Linked DNA regions of Mus musculus: regions 2 and 3 are each linked to region 1. The links are chromatin contacts, called in public Hi-C and promoter capture Hi-C maps. All regions are on one chromosome and are shown on one strand. The core of a region is the stretch at or near the end of the contact, and the rest is flanking DNA. Distances in the headings are between cores, read along the strand shown. Region 1 holds the start of Ap5s1 (adaptor-related protein 5 complex, sigma 1 subunit). Region 2 overlaps Smox (spermine oxidase). Region 3 holds the start of Smox (spermine oxidase).

Region 1 (2,969 bases), core at 218-2,717:
AGTTTACTCTTCTGTAAAGTGAAAATGGTAACCATGGCCACCTCAGAAGACCGTAAAGATTTTAAAAAAACAAACTATATATATATATATATATATATATATATATATATATATATACACACACACACACATACATACAATTCCCAGAACATATTCCCAGTGCAGTAAATACTAACTACCATGATAATAACATTCTTTCTTTAGCTCCTCTTCATAGTGATACTTTATAAACAATGGAGGACAACTGGGGGAAACATTCAGATTTTTGGTCTTCCTGTTTGCCTGTCCTATTCCAGTGTCCCTTATTACTACCTCTGTGTTCAATGAAGCTTGGAGCTGGGCTGTGTGATTACCTGGCCACTGCCAAAATCTGTTCCTTGCGGAAGAGCCTGTCCCTTTCTGCACCATGTGACCGTGGATCATCGGGTGATTTCTCAGCACCAAAGACACAGGAATAGAGCACTCGGCAAAGGCCTGTATCTTCCAAATTCGGGGCCCTCAGAGTGTGGATGAGGAAAGCGTGGACCATAGCTCCAGGGTGGGTGCTCCAGGAAAGCCAGAGACCTAGATGGTGAAAGTGAATCCCCTGCTAAGGAGGCACCCTAATGAGGGGTGTGGCCTGGGAGTGTGTCCAGAGATTGTGTGGCTAGACAGCGATCACCATCTAGATCTGCCTAGCCTCTGAATAATCTAGTGCCTGCTCTGCATCACAGAACAAGGGCCATCCATAGCTGGACATATCTCCTATGTCGCTAAACCTACTTCTGCAAAACTGTCAGGGAATCTCCAAATGCATACGGGTCATGCGAGTGCAGGAAAAACTGAGAACTAAAAAAAAAAAAATCAGAGACCACAGCTGAATGCCAAGTCTGCTCCCGGAACAAAATAACCCAGCCTCCATACCGGGCTCCATTGAGACAACTTTTAGTATGGAGTGTGAGAGGGGAGTCTTCATCAGTGACACTTGGTTTTGAATGCAGGAACATGTCTTTGTTTTAGGAAACACTCAAGAAAATACCTCTAAAATGCCGCATCTGCAACCGATTCACATCGGCTGGGACAGAGTGAGCGGGGCAAACCTTACCCAAAGGGATCTACCGAGATAACCGAAATCATTTCAAAAAGAAAGACGTGGTGGCACGTACCTGAAATCCCAACCCTCGGGAGGCGGAGGCAAGAGAATCAGGAATTCAAGTCAGCCACAGATACACAGAGAGAGAGCCTGGCCGCTCTGGGCAAAGCGAGAGTGGCAGCCCCCGGTCTCAAGGCTGAGGAGAAACAGTGTTTAGCCACAGCTAAAGCTAAACAGACCAAGAATTCAAAGTTACCCAACAGGAAATTTAGCAAGCCCGCTTCAGGAAGGGAACCTAGATTTGCAGACTTTGACCTCTGGTCACCCTTCTGCCGCCAGCTGAGCGCGTCATTACCCCAGGGCACCACGTCCTCCTCCCACTATCTGCCCCAGTTGCGTCACTGCCTCGCGCGGGCAGCAGCGGCGCGCTGAACTCTGGGGTTTGTAGTTCAGCCATGGGCCTGTGGTCCCGGCGTGGTCCTCGACTTCCCGAGGACGTACACGCTTCTGACCAGCCGATCCCCTCGGCTGCGGGGGCGCCCTGGAGGGCTCATGGCTACGGAAAGCTTCTTTGAAGGCGCTAGAAAGCCCTTGATCAGCTGCGGCCTGGCCACTGCGAGGGCGACCGCCAGGGGGCGCTGAGGACCCCGGCGGCGTGCGCGGAACTGTCCAAGGAAGCCTCCGCTCGGCTGTCCTCAGGCCAAGCTCTGTGCAGTAGTAATGACCGAATTGCAGGAGCAGAAGTCTGCCTGCTGAAACGCAGTCATGAGTTTACATTTGAACCAATGGCCCAAGAGGTGTTTGGGACACACACATTCCTTTAACTCTGAAAGGCATGGGAATTCCTTAGGCTTTCTAAGGCAGGTCTACAGTCACTTGACTAGTGTCTGAGGACAAAAAGAAAGATTTGAGTGGCCCAGGCAGGGGTTCTGAAGAAAGCCCCTCATTAAGGACTGCATCCTGAACCCTCTAGGCCATAAGAACTAGGGCAGTTTCAGGGGACTGGTACTGCATATGCTGCGAGTGTTTCGATCTCAGATGCAATACAAAAGGATGGGTCCAGGCAGAGTGGTGTCTCAATCAGAGAGCTAGGGAGTTATGTTTGCTCCATTCTTGGCAGAAGTTCCTTGTCCCCGGTCCCTATCACTCTGGGCCAGGCCTCATGTCTGCCAGCAGATTGTAGCAAAGAACTGGCAGAGAGGTCTGTGGCAGCTGGGGGGCCACTTGGCATTGAGAGCATGATATCCTGGCCTCTCTTCACTGTTCAGACAGTCCATATCAAGTCCCAAAACCACTGGAAACTACTAATCTTGTGTGGGATGTGGGGAGAAGAATGCACTGAGCCAGTACCCTGGAGGACAGTGGGGGACCCAGGCAGAGGTGGTACAACAGATGACTTCCCTGGTCAGTGCTGGAGGCAGGCAGAACTGGAGGGCTCACCTGATGTGGGTGTGCCCTGGGAGATACTTGCCCTGTGGCCATTGGCCTCTTTTGACCTTTGCTTCAGAGAGTCTGTTGGGTCCCTGGAAACATGCGTGCATGCCACCTCAGACATGGTCAAAAGCAGCCAGCCTAACAGTGTCTACTTCATGTTAGCAATGTGCCTGGCCATCTAGCAAACCCACTGAAGTAATAATTTACTTTGAATTCTTCCTTCTTCCTCTCTCTCTCTCTCTCTCTCTCTCTCTCTCTCTCTCTCTCTCTCTCTCTCTCTCTCTCTTTCTTTCTCTTTTTGAGATCCTCAGAGATCCATCTGCCTGCCTTGAATTTTGAATTTAAAGGGAGCTGAGAGCCAGGCACTACACCTTCAATCCTAGCACTGGAAATGCAGAGGCAGATGGATCTTTGTGAGTTTGACACCAGTTAAGGATACATAGATCCTTCTTAAAAAATAGAT
Region 2 (2,969 bases), core at 299-2,798, 310 kb before region 1:
TCAACCAAGACAATCCTAACTCATTAGGATATAGCAACAGTGGCAAAGACAGGGAGAAGAAAGGGTTACAAGCAGAAGAAACTGCACAAAGATGGAGGGTGAGATGGTCAGGAAACTTGAAATGAGTTGGTTTGGGGATGAGGCCACAGCAGAATGCTGTAAGAAATGAATGGCCTTGGGAAGGTAGGCAAGTGCCAGGGCAGGAAGGCTAGCCACTATGTCAAGGCCCTGACACCATGTGAGAACGGGAGAGCAGCATGAGCCCCTCCCACTGCTGTCACTTCTGGGACTACAGCAGAGAGCTTCTCAGCTGATAGCCTGTGGCTGATCACTTGTGGCCAGGCTGATTAGCCGTTATCTCCTTCCTTAAACAGTCTCTATTTGGTCAGCACGCATCCATGGGAAAGATGTCTGCTCTGCACAGCAGCCCCCAGGAAAAGCTGTGGGGCCAGAGTGAAAGGTGGCTACAGTACCACACACCACCCCCACTGTTCCACAGGACAGAAGCCTCCACATGAGACCGGCACATGAAGTAAAGATGCCTCTGCAGCATAAATTATAGAGAAGGAGATATGTGAAACTGTTAGCTTGTCCTGCCTACAATCACAAGATGCTGGGTGGTCAGCAAAAGCTGGAGCCTCAGCAAACTCCTCCTGCACGATCACTGCCAGGAACTCAAGCTAGGGACTCTCCTTCTCCTCCCTGGTTTCCCCCTATAAGATAAGCAACATAGTAACCATTGAAGACCATAGGTTCCTACAGAGGAGTAACAAATGTAGCCATCACCAACTAGGACTATCTTGTGGGTACAGTCTCCTCCCAGACATGAAAGGAGGGTGTGGGGCACAGGCCTATGACCACTACACCGATTCTTAAATACTTTTCATTGGGATTACAATCCTTGGAACACTCGGAAGTAAACACAGCCATGTACATTTTACAGATGGGAAAACTGGGGGTCCAGGAGGTCCTACAGCTTAAGTGTTCAATGGTCTCTGTCTAAGGCTAGGGCTACAGTTCAGCGGTACAGCACCAGTCTAGCGCAGACAAGACCCTGGACTCGGTCAGCACTGAGAGAAAACCAACCAACCAGGACAGGGAAAATGGCCCAGCAAGTAGAGCAGTTCCTGCTTAAGCCTGAGGACCTCAGTTCCGATCCCCAGCACAACTGCAAACCTAGCCCTGGGCGGCTGGAGTCAGGCAGAGCCAGAGGGTTCACCCACCAGCTCTTCCAGCCGGGATACTGAGCTTCAAAACCACTACGGGACTTTGCCTCGAAATGTAAGGTGGAACAACGTTGTCCTCACACACACACACACACCCATAGGAATGGCCCTTCAGAGCCATCTTTGTTGGAAACATTTATATAAAGCTACCTTTAGGCATGGCTTCACCTGGCAACTTAGAATGGTCGCCAGCATTGACCAAAAGCCACACAAGGAAATCTTGGCCGATAGTTCTTCCTTCAGACACTAGGCAGCACTGCCGTTCCATAACTACCTTGTCCATTTTTTTTTCCACAGCCCCCTCTCTTGGCTTTCAGAAGTGAAACTGACCAACAGGAAGTAGAACAAGTCACAGCCACTGAGGGTCATTCTCAGGAAGTAGCCACATAGCCAGGCATGGTGGCACACATCTGCAGTCCCAGCACTTGGAAGGCGAAGAAAAAAATAATCAGGACTTCAAGGCCAGCCTTGGCTACATAGCAAATTTAAGGCCAGGATGAGCTATAATGAGACCTATCTAAAAATAATAATTAAAAAATGAAAACCTAAGTATTTATGCTTAAAGCACGTTCAGGAGTCAGCACGTAGGCCAGTAAGGTCTACTTTGAAAAACGCAGGTTACTATCTGCCCTTTGTATGTGAGTAAAAACATGGAACTGCACCCACATAACTTGTTGGTCCATAGAGAGAACAGAGTGTGCAGGTCCTCCACAGACCAGGGAGCGCCACGAAGCAGGAGACTGGCGAGTGTACAATGAGTGCTTAGCAGTCCATTTACTGACCGGGAGTGGGGTCGTCACAACAGTGAGACCTGCTGTTTTTTTACTCAGCTCTTCAGTGCAATTTACAGTGCTACTGAGAGATACTAAGAACGCTGATGGTTTGTTTTTTTTTTTTTTGAGGCTTGGATACTTCAATGATGCACAGAATTGCTACTTCTATCTAAAATAGATTTGCAATACTAACCAATGTAATACGAATAATCAGTACTCTGCGGCTGGACTCTCACTATAGTAACCACTACATACCTGTAGCCATTCGGAATTTAATATCAGTTCCTGCATAGTTTCACTAGCTACAGTTCAACTACTCAAAAACTCTGAGTAGCTAGGAGTTACCATACTAAACGGTTCAGATCTGAAACATCCCCATCAGTACAAAAGGGTCTCCTGAATGATGCTGGTTACGTGTAATTCCAAAAATATTATTAGAATGCCAATAGATATGTTATTAACGAAATAAGTAAATGAATTAGCTAAACGAATTAACTAAATTAACAAATTATCTAAAATAACCACCAGGGATTTGAGACTCTATTGCTGTAAACTAGGAACAACTAGAAAATGTTTCAGTATCTATAAAAACAAAAACATAGTGGCAACAATTACCACAACCCAAACACTTAGTAGAGTCTAGCAAATGACATTCATGGACTTTCTGAGGAAATCAGTGTTTTGCCTAGCTCAGGACGTCCATGAATCCCCACACTGTCCTGATGCTCACTCAGCACGTCCACGAGTCCTCACACCGTCCTGATGCTCAGCACATCCATGCATTCCCACACTGTCCCGATGCTCACTCAGAACATCCACGAGTCCCCACACTGTCCTGACGGCCCCCTTACCTCGTTGTATAAATCGCTGAATTCCTCAACCACGTCCTTGGGGATGCGGCAGCCACGGTTGGTAAGGTAGCAGGCCACGCCATTCTTGGAGTAAAGGCTGATGCGGCCCACACTGCGCT
Region 3 (2,969 bases), core at 132-2,631, 280 kb before region 1:
GTAGAAAGTGAACAGAGGATGGCAAGAAGGGCAGTCAGGAGAGGAAATGCTGAGAACAGAGCCCTGGGGCCCTCAAGCATTTAACAGCAAAACTAAGGGGAAGGGGACAGGCTAGGGCAGGCTGGTAGAAGGGAGGAACTGGGGCACCCAGGGAAAGATACAACTCTAGGACAGAGCTTTCTAAAGACACTGCAAGGCAAGCAAAACCTGCTAGAGCGGCCCTGGATGGACTGCAGAAGGAAAGGGTGCCTGCTTCTTAGGGGCACTGCTTAAAGTCAGAACTTCCGAGGAGATCCTTGTGATGGGAATTGGGTGCCTGGCTGACGGGGGATGAGGTTCAAAGCCAAACAGGGAGACTGTGAAATGACGAGGGCGGACAAAGACTGTTCTCAAAACCTGCTGGGTAAGAAATGCCAGGGACATCTAAAGGGATGGTCACAGGGCCCAGGAGGAAGCGCGGCCCTTCAAGCCCTGTAATGCTCCTTCCTCTGTAAGAGGAAAGGGACAGAGGTAGCAGAACACAAATAAATGAGGGCCATTCAAACACTTTCTTGACCTTCTCTTTACCCCCAGCCTGGGTGACCTCCACTCAGCACCTGCTGTTTCCCCCACAAGCTCGGCCAAGTGGACCCCAGGCGGGACGGTGCTGTGCCACTATCAGTTGGCTCCTCCAACAACCTGTGGGCACGGCTCACGAAAGGGCCAGCCACGGCGCGGTTTGCTCAGGTGCAAGACCCAAAAGGTCCGCGCACCGCTCACCTGCTCCACAGCCGCGCCACCTCCAAGCCGGCGGCCGGCCTCGGCACCCCTTCCCGGCGAAGCGACTTGCTCCCTTCCCTTCGTCAGCCTGGCTCCGGCCAAGCCGGGCAGCCTGTGAGCCCCGGGGCAACCCGCGGGAGAGCGGCTCCCCACTCCTCCAGCTGTCCCAAGGAGACCGGCAGACGCCGGGCCGCCGCCGCCGCCGCCGCCGCCGCAAGCTGTGTTCCCTCCCCTCCACAGCGCACACCCTCCGGGCCGACCGAGTGCCTCGCCGGCTTTGTCTGCGCCGCCGCGCTGGGCGTCCGGAGGATGCGGCCCGGACCCCGGGGTCGCGGCCAGCCCGGGCAGCCTCTTCTGCCCACCGCCCGCCGCCGGCCTCCATCGGGAGCCCCTTGCCTACGAGGCTCGGTGGCTGTCCGAGCCCGGGTCGGGGAGGCCGCACGGTACCTTTCCTTGCGGAGCCCGGGAGCGTCTTCGCGAGCGGCCTCGGCCTCTCCGCCTCCCCTCCTCCGCAGCCACTGGGCTTCCTCCTGCAGCCGCCGCCGGGACCGTAGGGCCGAGCCAGCCGCCGGGGCCTGTGCGGGGGCCCCGCTCCGCCTCGCGTCCCCGGCCCACCCCGCCTGGGTGCTCCGCCCCGGGCCCGCCCACCGGGGGCGGGGAGCCCGAGGCCACCCAGCCTGGAGTTGCCCGCGGCACAGCCACCTGCACTCCCCTATCTCGCAAAAGGGACGCCTCACCCACCTATCCGCCCAGAAACAGAGCCAGCCCCGCGACGCCCCGCCCTGCAAAGCAGACGAGGTCTTCCGGCACTGTCAGAGCGCTGCGCCCACCTCAGTTTACCCAGACTCTGCCGCCCTTTTGAAAAGAAGAAAGGGCCCCTCTTGTCCTGGACTGTCTCTCGTCCTGCAGGTCTCAGGTGGGTGCCGGCGGGAACCAGGAACCTCAGGTGAAAGGAAAAGAATGCTCACATCCTCTCAGTACCCAGCCCATGTCCTGAAGTGGCCCTTTTTAAAAAGTGTATTTCCCTAGTAAAACCCTCAAACTTTTAATAAAAGCCAACGTTAATACTAGGTGGCACTTTTTCCTTTTTTCAAAAAAAAATTAATTGGTATCAATTATTTTTTAGCGGGCAATAGTGGCACATGCCTTTAATCTGGTGGTTCTCCAGCTTCCTAATGCTGACACACAGTTCCTCGTGTTGTAGTGACCCCCCAACCATAAAATTATTTCATTGCTACTTCGTAACTGTAATGTTGCTACTGTTATGAATTGAAACATAAATAAATATCTGACATGCGACCCCTATGAAAGGTCGTTGGAACCCTAAGGGATAGTAACCCACAGGTTTAGGACCACTGCGGAATCCCTCTAGAAGCAGGTGGATCTCTGAGTTCAAAGCCAGTCTGAACCACAGAGTAAGTGTAGGACAGCCAGAGTCAAACAGAGAAATCCTGTCTTGAACCACCCCCAACTCTCCCCCTCCACACACACACACAAAAGTAAGAAAATTATTTTTTATTCATCTCTGCACCTCCTAATCTGTTTTTTCGTATGTTTTGCTGGTACTACACCAGGTCAACACTTGGTCCGAGGGAATACAAGCCCCTGGTGGCCGCAGAGCCTCTACTCCGAACTGTGTCTCTGGAGGGGGCCCTCCCCTGATTTCAACCTGGAACCAGGCAATGCTGAGCACAGGTCGCTGTAGGTTCAGCCCGGAGAGATCCTGGATGTGGATCACATGCTCGTGATCCCAGCCTCAGAAGGCCATGTGGGGGGGGGGGGGGTACAGAGTTCAAGGCTAGCCTTGGCTACATACCAACTTCAAGGCCAGGCTGAGCCACACAGTGAAAGCCTGCCTCAAAGAAGCAAGAAGTAGAGATGTGGCTCAACAGCAGAACACACTTCTCAACATAGACAAGGCTCTGGGGCCAATCCCCAAAACTGAATTATATATATAATTCATATATATATATATATATATATATATATATATATGGCCTGGAAAGAGGTAGCCCTGCAAAAGTGGCTCTGATGGTCCCAGCCAAAGGGAACCAACCACCTAGGAGCCAATTTGGGTAGGGGACAAATGAATTTCTGGTGAAGTTTCTTCTTGTCAGAAAGGCTCTAGTCCTTCACCAAACTCGAAGTCCCTCTTCCCACCCCTCTTTAAAACACCACGCACTCCTGGGGTTAAACTCAGGTACACACCA

The links. Promoter capture Hi-C pulls out the DNA fragments that hold promoters and counts their contacts. Hi-C and Micro-C count contacts between places; a contact is called where the count stands out from the background.
Region 2: a Hi-C map of bone marrow-derived macrophages shows a contact between it and region 1, with 18 read pairs. The contact joins the enhancer-like site here to the promoter of Ap5s1 in region 1. A contact is called at or near these places in 3 of 39 promoter capture datasets (the HPC-7 cell line, cranial neural crest and hippocampal neurons), 4 of 484 Hi-C or Micro-C datasets (LSK cells, bone marrow-derived macrophages, palatal mesenchyme and 1 more), 12 of 115 datasets of contacts at active chromatin or transcription factors (astrocytes, bone marrow-derived macrophages, embryonic forebrain and 8 more) and 2 of 9 other capture datasets (adipose tissue and liver).
Region 3: a promoter capture Hi-C map of fetal liver shows a contact between it and region 1, with 6 times the contacts expected there. The contact joins the promoter of Smox here to the promoter of Ap5s1 in region 1. A contact is called at or near these places in 10 of 39 promoter capture datasets (the 3T3-L1 cell line, 3T3-L1-derived adipocytes, cranial neural crest and 7 more), 2 of 484 Hi-C or Micro-C datasets (LSK cells and embryonic stem cells), 11 of 115 datasets of contacts at active chromatin or transcription factors (bone marrow-derived macrophages, embryonic forebrain, embryonic limb bud and 7 more) and 2 of 9 other capture datasets (adipose tissue and liver).

What each region holds. Positions count from the first base shown.
Region 1 is chr2:131,208,858-131,211,826 of GRCm38.p6, reverse strand. Ap5s1 (adaptor-related protein 5 complex, sigma 1 subunit) reads right to left here and starts at 1,467. Exons shown (of 3, transcript NM_001291031.1): 1 at 1,146-1,467; 2 at 354-564. The coding sequence starts at 529.
Region 2 is chr2:131,516,325-131,519,293 of GRCm38.p6, reverse strand. It overlaps Smox (spermine oxidase), which reads right to left. Exons shown (of 7, transcript NM_145533.2): 3 at 2,851-2,969. Among named protein-coding and RNA genes, the nearest start is that of Gm30732, 8.2 kb to the left of the region's middle. Within about 2 kb of position 1,548, at least 14 of the 459 cell types and tissues checked have an H3K27ac peak or open chromatin away from gene starts, as enhancers often do. A contact at or near this core is called in bone marrow-derived macrophages and microglia, where this site is marked.
Region 3 is chr2:131,490,274-131,493,242 of GRCm38.p6, reverse strand. It overlaps Smox (spermine oxidase), which reads right to left and starts at 1,381. Exons shown (of 7, transcript NM_145533.2): 1 at 1,207-1,381. Gm30679 reads left to right here and starts at 967. Exons shown (of 2, transcript XM_030252306.1): 1 at 967-1,675. The coding sequence starts at 1,069.